Regions from separate parts of the Mus musculus genome. Here region 2 is linked to region 1. Evidence: chromatin contacts called from public Hi-C data. All regions are on one chromosome and are shown on one strand. Each heading gives the region's core, a stretch centred on a gene start, on an enhancer-like site or on the middle of the called end of the contact. The rest is flanking DNA. Distances are from core to core; before and after follow the strand shown. Region 1 holds the start of Bcl6b (B cell CLL/lymphoma 6, member B). Region 2 holds the start of Rnf227 (ring finger protein 227).

Region 1 (4,432 bases), core at 577-3,076:
AATGGCTCTGCCTCCTAGAGTGGACCAGACTCTAAAACTCTTGGGAGTTATAGATTCTATACCTGCTTTGGAGACCAGGCGTGGTTCCTTCTTCACTGCTGCTGCTGCTGCTACAGGCTTCATCTCCACTAGGGAGCCTGGCCTGGGGACAAGGTTGACCTGAACTCTCCCCAACCAGGCTTCCTGCTTGTGAGGTCTGAGAATTTAGCACAATAAATTTGTATTTTTTCCAGTTGCAGGCCTTGGGGTCTGGGCTGGCTGGACTTGGGGAACCTTGACTGCAGCTTCGAGACTCAGTAGGTGGGTCTGGGTGTCCTTCTGAGCGCCTGGGACTGCCTGGTGGAGCGACTGTTGGGGGTCTTGGGGGTTCTACCTCCACAGGTCGCAAGGAGATGCCTAGAGGTTCATAGCTAGAAAAAGTAGGATGATCATTAACACCGTCTCCTAGTCGTTGCCTTTGCCCTTATTCCCGGCACTAGTTCTGCTAGGGAGAATACAAATCCATGGTTCCTTTACCTGGCTTGGATGAAACGGTGACACGCCTGGACTACGTGTTCCATCTGCAAATAGGTGGCAGCTGCGAGGACAGCTGGGGCAGTGGCTGGAGAGAGGCGAAGCCTTGAAGTATACATGAAGTCCAGAAGAGGAGCAAAGCCTCTGGCTTCTGGCCCCCCCGGCAGAGAGAGTACATCCACCCCGAGTCCCGCTCGGCCCCGGAAAATTGAATAGAAGAAGCCACTGGAGAGAGGGCAGATGGGTTGGTCATGTTAGGAGCCGGGAGACCAAAGGAGAGTCTTGCCTCCCCACTAGCACTGCTGCCTCAATTTTTGGATGCTCTCCCAAGCTTCCCCCTCCCTTCTTCCTTCCTCCCCCCTTCTTACTCTCCAGTTCTGGGATTGCCGGTGTGGACCATTATTCCCAGCTTCCCTCATGCTTTGGATTACCTCTCAACAGCCATGTTACTCTGTTTTTTCCCCAGTTAGTCCCCAGGTGCCCTACCCCCTCGAACCTGCAAGCGATAAGAACTGCCTTGTGCGCTCTTAGGGGTTGCCCGCCAACCAGCAGCGTGACGTCAGTGAGGATCCCGCGCAGGCGCAGCTCATTCAGATTGCTAAGCACGTCGGAGGAGTGGCGGGTGAACTCTCGGACGTAGCCCAGAGCTCCCTCTGGGGCCGCTGTGGAACCCATAGCGACCTAAGCCTGCGACAGCCACCGAAAAAGTTAGAGGATCTAGGCATTACTAAAACAGATTCCTTTCTTCTCTGATGTTTTCTACCTGGGATACCCCTAGAGCCAACCAACGCCATCAGATAGCGGACTCAGCATCACCACTTAATTCCTCTCGTTCATTCTGCCCTAAACGGTTGCTTCCTTCCTTCCCTTTGCTGGATCGCGGAGATCTTGGAGCAAGTTAGAAACTCTCGTTCCACCGCTTGGAGGGCGAGCGTGAGGAATCCCGCACTCCCGCGCGCCGTGCGTTGGTTCGACTCTAGTTACCTCATCCACTACCTTCCTTTCCTCTGCTCCCCGGGCGCCTGGGTCACAGGTACCAGACTTTACCTGGGGGACCAAATATGATCTGCAGCCCACACCCATCTACGCGACTCCTATCGCTAGACCCAATACTTTCCATCTCTTCTTAGCACAGTTCCTGGGGTTCAGGTCTTATTACTATCAACTAACCCCAAGCCCTCTTTGGAGACTCAGAAATCTGATACCCTCAGGGTTTGGTTCTTACCCCTGTCCCGCAGGGGCTGCGGCTTCTCTTCTCGAGGGGGGCGGGGTCTCTCTCCTCTTTCGGTCTCTGCTCCTTTATTCAGCCGGGATGGCGGGGGCGGGGGTGGAGGTGGGGTGAACCCGTGAGTCTGTATCCTTCCTTCCTCTGAGGCTCTCCAGATGGTGAGCCCGGGGCGGGGTCTCCGTTTCAAACTGTATCTCAGAATCTCGGGGTGGTCGTATCGTGGATGGCTTTGGTTCATTAAATAAGCACCCGAGGATGAGGATATTAGAATTGGGGAGGTTAGTGGTGCGGAGGGTGGTAATATGGGAGGCTTATGTCGTCGAAGGAGCTGGGACAGCGAGTATTGGAGTGTTGGGTTTTGGAGGCGTGTGCCAACAGCCAGTTGAGGGAGAAAGGAAATATCCTAAAACTCCTCTTTCTAATGTATTGGACTCAGGAAGAAAATAGACAGTCCAAGTGGTATCGGGTTTGGGGAGGCATTAGTGGACTCCAGTGGATCTCAGATAGTGGGAGAAGGAGGAGTGATTGACAGGCAAGGTCCAGAAAAGGGGGAGGTGGAGCTCTGACCAGGCGGGGTAAGGAGAGGGCGGATATGATTTCTAGTTCGTTTCCTTCCATTGTCCTGAGACCGGACGGCTCCTGCAGCTGCTTCCCCTCGAGGAGGTGGGGAAAACCCCGGGTGGGGACCGAGAGACGCTCGGGAGACCTAGGCGTCCGGCCTCCTACTCTCGACTCTCTTCTCAACCCTTATAGGGATCCAGAGATACAGACTCCCGCCTAAAGCCCTGACGCTCTCCATCAGTCCTAGCTTACTAGGGCTTCGAGCACCCGCCCGTCGGCTGCGCTTAGAGTCTGGCGGGACGCCGGGGTCCAGCGCGGCAAGTAGGCAAAGCTCGGCAATGTCTGCATCCTTCCACGAGAGGGCGGTCGAGCACCAGCCTCGCTTCGCCCCTAGGTCTCCTGGCTGGTGATGTGCTCAGACCAGTGAGCTGGATGCATTCGGTCCAGGCTACAGGAAACTTTCAGCTGCCTTCTCTTTCTGATAGTTTCCTCTGCACCTCTGTCTCTTTGTGGGGCAGTAGATCGAAGACAGAAGAGTTAGGGTCTCCGCAGGAAATTCAGGCTAGAACTCTTATGGAAGGCTTTGGAATGAACATAGTGGTTAGGATGAGATGGGGTCTTGAGCCTGGGAACACAGTTGTTTTGTTTTCTAATTTGATAGACCCTTCTACCCAGATGTTTGTAGACAGGAATTTTCAATGAACATTAATATGAGCATTGGTCGGAGTAAACAGAGAGGACAGAGGAGAAAGGGCAGGAGGAACCTGGTAGCTAAGTACTTCATTCAGAAGCTAGGCAGGGACCACACCCTTAGATTTTGTTTGGGGAGCCTTGGGATAGAAGGACAAGTTTCCTTTGAAGAAGAGGGGCAGAGCTGAACCCAGGTACAAAGCAGGAGCTCTTTGAGTTTGGGGTTTGGAGCATAGCAGTTGTGCAAGAATGGACCAGCATATCTAGGCCTGAGGCCTCTCCCTTCTGTTCTTGGGGGTGGAGTACATTTTGTTTGTTTTATTGGTTTTGATTTTTTTTTTTTTTAAGCAAACGTAGCAAACAAAACTGCAAACCAACTGGGGGTTGGGGATAGCTAGGGACCCTGGATGACGATGTGGCTTTACTTTGTGAAGATTATTTGGTCTCTATCCAATTTTCATCTCCAAATTTGAGGTGAAAACATTAAGGGCTTTGATGTCAGGACAGAGTTAGCTATTCTGAGTTTTGGGGTGTCACTTGCCATAGAAGTTATTGTAGTCAATAAGGCCTGTTTTTAGTCTCGACAGCTGATAGCAAATTGGAGGTGCGGGGCTGGTTTTAAAGATGTCTTAGTTCGGGGGTTTGGAGGGATTTGATGCTCCCATGTGAGACTGTCCATCTCTAATTTCTGGTCTACTGGGGGAGCATGAGTACGCAACTAATTTGGGGGACATAGTCTCTTTCCAAGTGCTGTTTCAAGGTTTGGATGAGATTGTTTGGGGACATAAAGGTCAACTTGGGGCTTTTTAGAGAGCCCAGTTACATTGAGTTGGTGGCAGAGCCAGAAGCTAGGAGAGGATCTGAAGGCTTTCTGTAGCTGAGAGCTTGATTGATGGGGGGGCAAAGTTTTGTATTTGAATCTTGTGGAAACTCATTTTGAGGGTTGGATATTCCTGTGAACATGTTTATGTGTGAAACTCCTCCACAGGAGAGAATTGAGAAGCCCCCCCAGGGTAGAAGGATAGTTTGGGGGGTATCCAGTTTCTGGGTGTTTTGCCACTGGCCACATTTGGTGAAGCTGAGAGGTGGGTCATAAATTGAAATTGATTTGGAGGTTCACCTATTCTAAAGCACACTTCTGACTTAGGTTATCTTTTGCTGATAGTCCCCTGGCACCCCAGATTGTAAAAAAAATTAGTGAACCCCCAAATAAGGCCAGAATTTGAAGGGTGAAGCCTGGAAAAAGCAGTGTGGTCCATCATAGACTCACTGGAATATGACCTGTTGTGCTAAGGGGGGAAAGGTGGCTTCATACTCTGAACCCCGATTTCTTATGGAAGAAAAAATCCGTTTGGAGGAGATGGGGTGTCTCTTGTTAAAGTGGGTACTTTCTGACTAACAGTGCTGCTGAAACTGGCAAGGAAAGGCTGTGATGGTCTA
Region 2 (4,807 bases), core at 1,423-3,922, 890 kb before region 1:
AGGAGAAAGTGAGGATGCCTAAGGTTATCCTCTGATTTTGACACATGTGCCATAGCATGAACCACACAAAAGAATCCACATGCATGTACACACATAGATGTTGTATAGACAACAAAGATGAAGACTTACCATCAATTGAAGATGGTTTTATGCATATGTGTATGGAGGTGCTCATGGAGTCTAGAAAAGATTCAGATCTAAAGCTGGAGGTACAGGCAGTCGTGAGCTGCCCAACACAGGTGCTGGGAACTGAACTCGGGTCATCTGAAAGAGCAGCAGGTGTTCTTAAGCACAGAGTCACCTTGCCAGCCCCCTGAAGATATTTAAAAATGTGAGGCACACCTTCCCAAAGAAAAGTTCTACAAAAGGTGTGAATTATGACAGTGTCATTGGAATAAGTGAGTAAGTTCTCCCAAGTGACCATGAAAGCCATCAAACTCCTAAAATTTTAATGTCTGCTTAAAAACCATGATAAACCAAAGCAGGCCATGAAGGCACACACCTGTAGTCCCAGCACTTGGGAGGCAGAACAAGAAAGATCAGAAGTCGAAGGTCATTTGGAACGTGTAGAGTCCCAAGCCAGCCTGAGTTACATGAGGCCCCCAGTCTGCTCTTTATTTATAGAGGACGCAGCTTTGTTGCCAGAACCCATGCTGGGCAGTTCACAACCACATTCGACTCCAGCTCCAGGAGATGGGACAGCTACTTGGATTCCAGGGGTTCCCGAACTCATGGGCACACACCCACACAGACCCACAAACATACATCACTAAAAATAAAACAAATCTTAGGTAAATCTCACCAAGAAGATTATTTTCCAGAAACCATAATCCTGGTGCTCTGGAAGCTGCGGTAGGAGGACTGCCCTGATTCTGAGACCAGCCTAGGCTACATAGTAGGTTCCAACTTAGACTGGGCAAAAGATTACTGTTGTTAGGCATGGTAACAATAGCCTTTAATGCCGGCACTCAGGAGGCAGAGGCAGGCAGATTTCTTGTGAGTTTGAAGTCATCCAGAACTATATGAAAAGTTTCAGCCCAGCCAGGGCTTCAGAGTAAGACCCTGTCCCTAAAACAAAGATTACCCTCAAAGATTTTAGCTTTAAAATGCTAATGTTAAAAACCAAAACCAGCTCTATCTTACCTGTGATGGGCCGGTAAATGCTATACCATGTAAAGAAACCCATCTTGTATTAACCAAGAGATGGTGTATGGGAAATACTGGGTACAGAGAAGTTACAGAGAACACAAAGCCGGCGTGGAGCCAGGGATGATAAGGATAATAACAGCTGTTGCTTATCTGATGTTTACTGTGTACCATCAGGCACCATTTAAAGCACCTTACAAACACAAGCTCTTTCCATCCTTACTATTATTACCCACACTTTGTAGATGAAGAAATCAAGGCCCAGAGAAATGAAGTAACTTGTCTGTGGGTGTCACAACTAGGATTTGTTCTTGAGCCAGCTGTGTCAAGACTGTGTTATTATCCTCCGCAACAGAGCCTGGGTTCGAGAGGCTGAGGAGGCAGCTTGGGTGTGGGTGCCACACCGTGAGGGAATGTGGGCTGTGAGTACCACGTCCTGTTTACCTGTGGGAGAAGTCAGACCCCTGAGTCAGAAGTCACGCAGAGCTGCTTCGTTTCCACCATCATGCTGTGTGGGTGTCCAAGTCTGGATACTCCGGAAGGAAAAGATTCCCAGCATTCCTAAGGCCATGCTCCTGGAATCTAGGTCCCTCCTTGTGCTGAGGTGTTAGCTGGACTCAAACTCTCAGAGGGGGTAGGGGGAGGAATTTGAGGGAGCCAGCCTTCCAAAGAACCCAAGAGGCCATGTATAAAAAGGAGAGGCGAGGGCAGAGTGAATTATGGCTGGGCACAATCCAAACATCCAGAAGACCAATTAAAACTGGGCAGAACCAACAGTAAACCTGGCATATGTTGCCTGTTTGTGAGGGGAAGGGCAGGAGGGGATTGTGAAAGAGTATGAACATGTGACAAATAGGCCAACAGGGCCATATAGACTTGTGCTAGTGACTGTGTGCAAGAGGAGACCTGGACACCTGCATCAGGTAGGTTTAAGTGACAGCGCTAGTGTTTTGCTGGGGGTGAGGAGTCCGCCATGGAGGCTGTGGGTGGAGCGTGCCCCCCTCTTCCCTCGGGTAATTCTGGCATTGTCCTGGGCATTCAGCCCGCTGCATCCCCACTCGCAAGTCCAGCCTCGCGCCTCTGCCGCCCCAACGCGTGCCTCGGAAGGGAGCGGCCCATCTGCGCGTGACGCCTCGAGGGCGGGGCCTCACTATTAAAAGGGGACAGAGGCGGCGGCGCGGGCCCCAGGCCCCTGCCCTGGCCCAAGGAGGGCTCATTCGTTCTGTATCCTAGCCGCCTAGAGATCGAAGCCCTCGGGCCACGGTGACCACGATGCAGCTCTTGATGAGAGTGCCCTCTCTTCCCGAGCTGGGTGAGCTGGACTGCAACATCTGTTTCCGACCCTACAACCTCGGGGCCCGTGCGCCCCGCCGCCTGCCTGGCACGGCGCGCGCCCGCTGCGGCCACACGCTGTGCACAGCTTGCCTGCGCGAGCTGGCAGCGCGGGGCGACGGCAGCCGCACGGCCGCGCGCGTGGTGCGCCTGCGCCGCGCTGTCACGTGCCCGTTCTGCCGCGCGCCTTCCCCGCTCCCGCGCGGCGGCGTCACGGAGATCGCGCTAGACCCTGTCTTGTGGTCACGGCTGGAGGAAAAAGCCCGGGCTGAGCGTGAAGGAGACCCGATGGGGAGCCCGGCCAAAGACAGCGGAGAGGATGGAGAGGACGACGACGGGGAAGCGGAGAGCGAGAAGGGGGCGGGACCTCCAAGTGCGGGTTGGCGCGCGCTTCGCCGAATTTTGGACAGGGTCCTGGCGCCGGCACGCCGCTTGCGGCGTCCGTTGCCTAGCAATGGTGAGGGGCGGCCTAGGGAGGATACTGGGTACATTGCACCGAAGAATGCTGGGTCAAGTTGCATCCTCCTGTTGCCACTAACCCTTCTTCTTTCCTCCAGTGCTCTACTGTCCAGAGGTCAAGGACATTGCCCACATGACCCGTTGTACGCTGTAACCAAGGAACCCCAGAGCTATGGCAGAAAGCAGGTGGGAGCAGCATCCTCAGGCGTGCTCTGACACAAAAGGTTGATGTCAAGACTACCTGGAAATCAAGGCTGATGCTGGAATTGGTACATGCGTGATGGAGATGGAGCTCAACAGAAAGGACCCTAGATGGTGTGGATTCTGAGCGGCGAAGGCTCCTAGACTGTGCCAGCATTATATTTTCAGGATGGAGTGGCCAAGGGATAATAGAAACAAAGCCTACCATAATGTAGGAAGAAAAAAAAAATAACAAAGCTTTGGCGTTTGTTCAGAGTCTGTGGTGTAAGCAAAGGATCCAATTTTAGCAGTGGTCTGTGGTTGACAATGTGTACTGTGGAAAAAAGGACAGGACAGGGGATAAGCTAATTTATATGTCATGTCAATCTCACTTATCTGGTTGTGTTTGCTGGCATGCCATCTTCCCACTCTTGTTACCGTGCTCCAGCAATTACTGAGTTGACTCCCTGCTTATGATTGGGAATCTTGCATATACAACCTCCCTTCAGCTGGATAGGGCAGGTATGAAAACATCCAAGGGGCATTTATTTACATGAGGCCTTATTAAAGGCTTATCAAAGATGGGTGAGCCATTTGATAAAGGAAGCAAAATTTAGGCCTTTGTTATCTTTACTGACTCTGTAGCAATACTGGGGAAAAGAAAAAAAAAGATGCTCACATAATTTTAATTTGTGTCCCATAATGGGACATTGTTTACTGTATGTAGTTAGTTCTATTCTAAAGTCCTGTAAATATCTTACTGTAGACTTAAAATCAAGACCAGCAGTGTTGGTTGGTCTCACAGCTTGCTAGAAATGCAGAATTTCAGGACCCCAGTCCACATTCCCCGGTAGTTTTAGAATCCCAGGTATGTGTATGTAAGTTAAGAATCACTGGTTTAGCTCTTAGTCACTCTGAGATGGCATCATCAGCTGTAGGTGGAACATTTAAAACACTAGTGACGCATTAAAGTGCCAAAGTGACATTCTTTTGAGAAAAATTTTTCTGAGCTACAAATGTGAATTTACAAGGCCTCAGTTTTCAGAGGTCTTCAAGATTTTGTTTTTAATGACAAATAATGTATGTAGTTCTAGGGTATAAACCTCCATTTGTAAAATGTTTTGTCTTTTTCCTGTCCTTCGGTTCCAGCTGAAATCTCCCCTTTTGGAGGCCAGCATGCATCTGTGGGAATGTGTATGTTTTCTCTATACGTGTTGCCAAAGGGAATGCTATGTTTATTTTCTGCTATTTTATGTTTTGAGTATTTCTAGAGTATAAATTTCAAGTGACTATCTCCAGAGCCGATAGCAGTGTTAATGTTATATGTATTCAAAAAAAAATGTTTGCTGAATTTATTTTGAATGTAATAGTCTCTAGAATAAAGTATCTGGGCTCATTCAATCTGTGAAAGACTGTTATTGAATAACGTTATTGACTAAGACGGAGTTCTGTCCAACAGTTCAGGGACACCACAGTCATCCCAGTTCTTTAAAACAAAATAAAACAAGGTGTCTGCTCCACAGTGGAGCTGTGGTGCTGTGGTGACCTCTGCTGACTCTGGGGAGGTGGCTTTCAGTGTCAGGCAGGCGGCTCCCTCTGCTCTTGGCACCTGCCTTTGGGACCTCAAGGATCCTACCACTCACCAGCTCTGTGCTGAGCTCATCCTGTGCTTAATACTGGAAAAAGGTCT

What was found. A called contact is a pair of places that touch in the nucleus more often than the background predicts.
Region 2: a contact with region 1 is called in a Hi-C map of CD8 T cells, with 5 times the contacts expected there. The contact joins the promoter of Rnf227 here to the promoter of Bcl6b in region 1. A contact is called at or near these places in 2 of 39 promoter capture datasets (cranial neural crest and liver), 1 of 484 Hi-C or Micro-C datasets (CD8 T cells) and 1 of 9 other capture datasets (adipose tissue).

Annotation. Positions count from the first base shown.
Region 1 is chr11:70,227,972-70,232,403 of GRCm38.p6, forward strand. Bcl6b (B cell CLL/lymphoma 6, member B) reads right to left here and starts at 1,827. Exons shown (of 9, transcript NM_007528.3): 1 at 1,739-1,827; 2 at 1,010-1,200; 3 at 517-738; 4 at 63-410. The coding sequence starts at 1,188.
Region 2 is chr11:69,338,124-69,342,930 of GRCm38.p6, forward strand. Rnf227 (ring finger protein 227) reads left to right here and starts at 2,673. Exons shown (of 2, transcript NR_027827.2): 1 at 2,673-2,935; 2 at 3,036-4,518.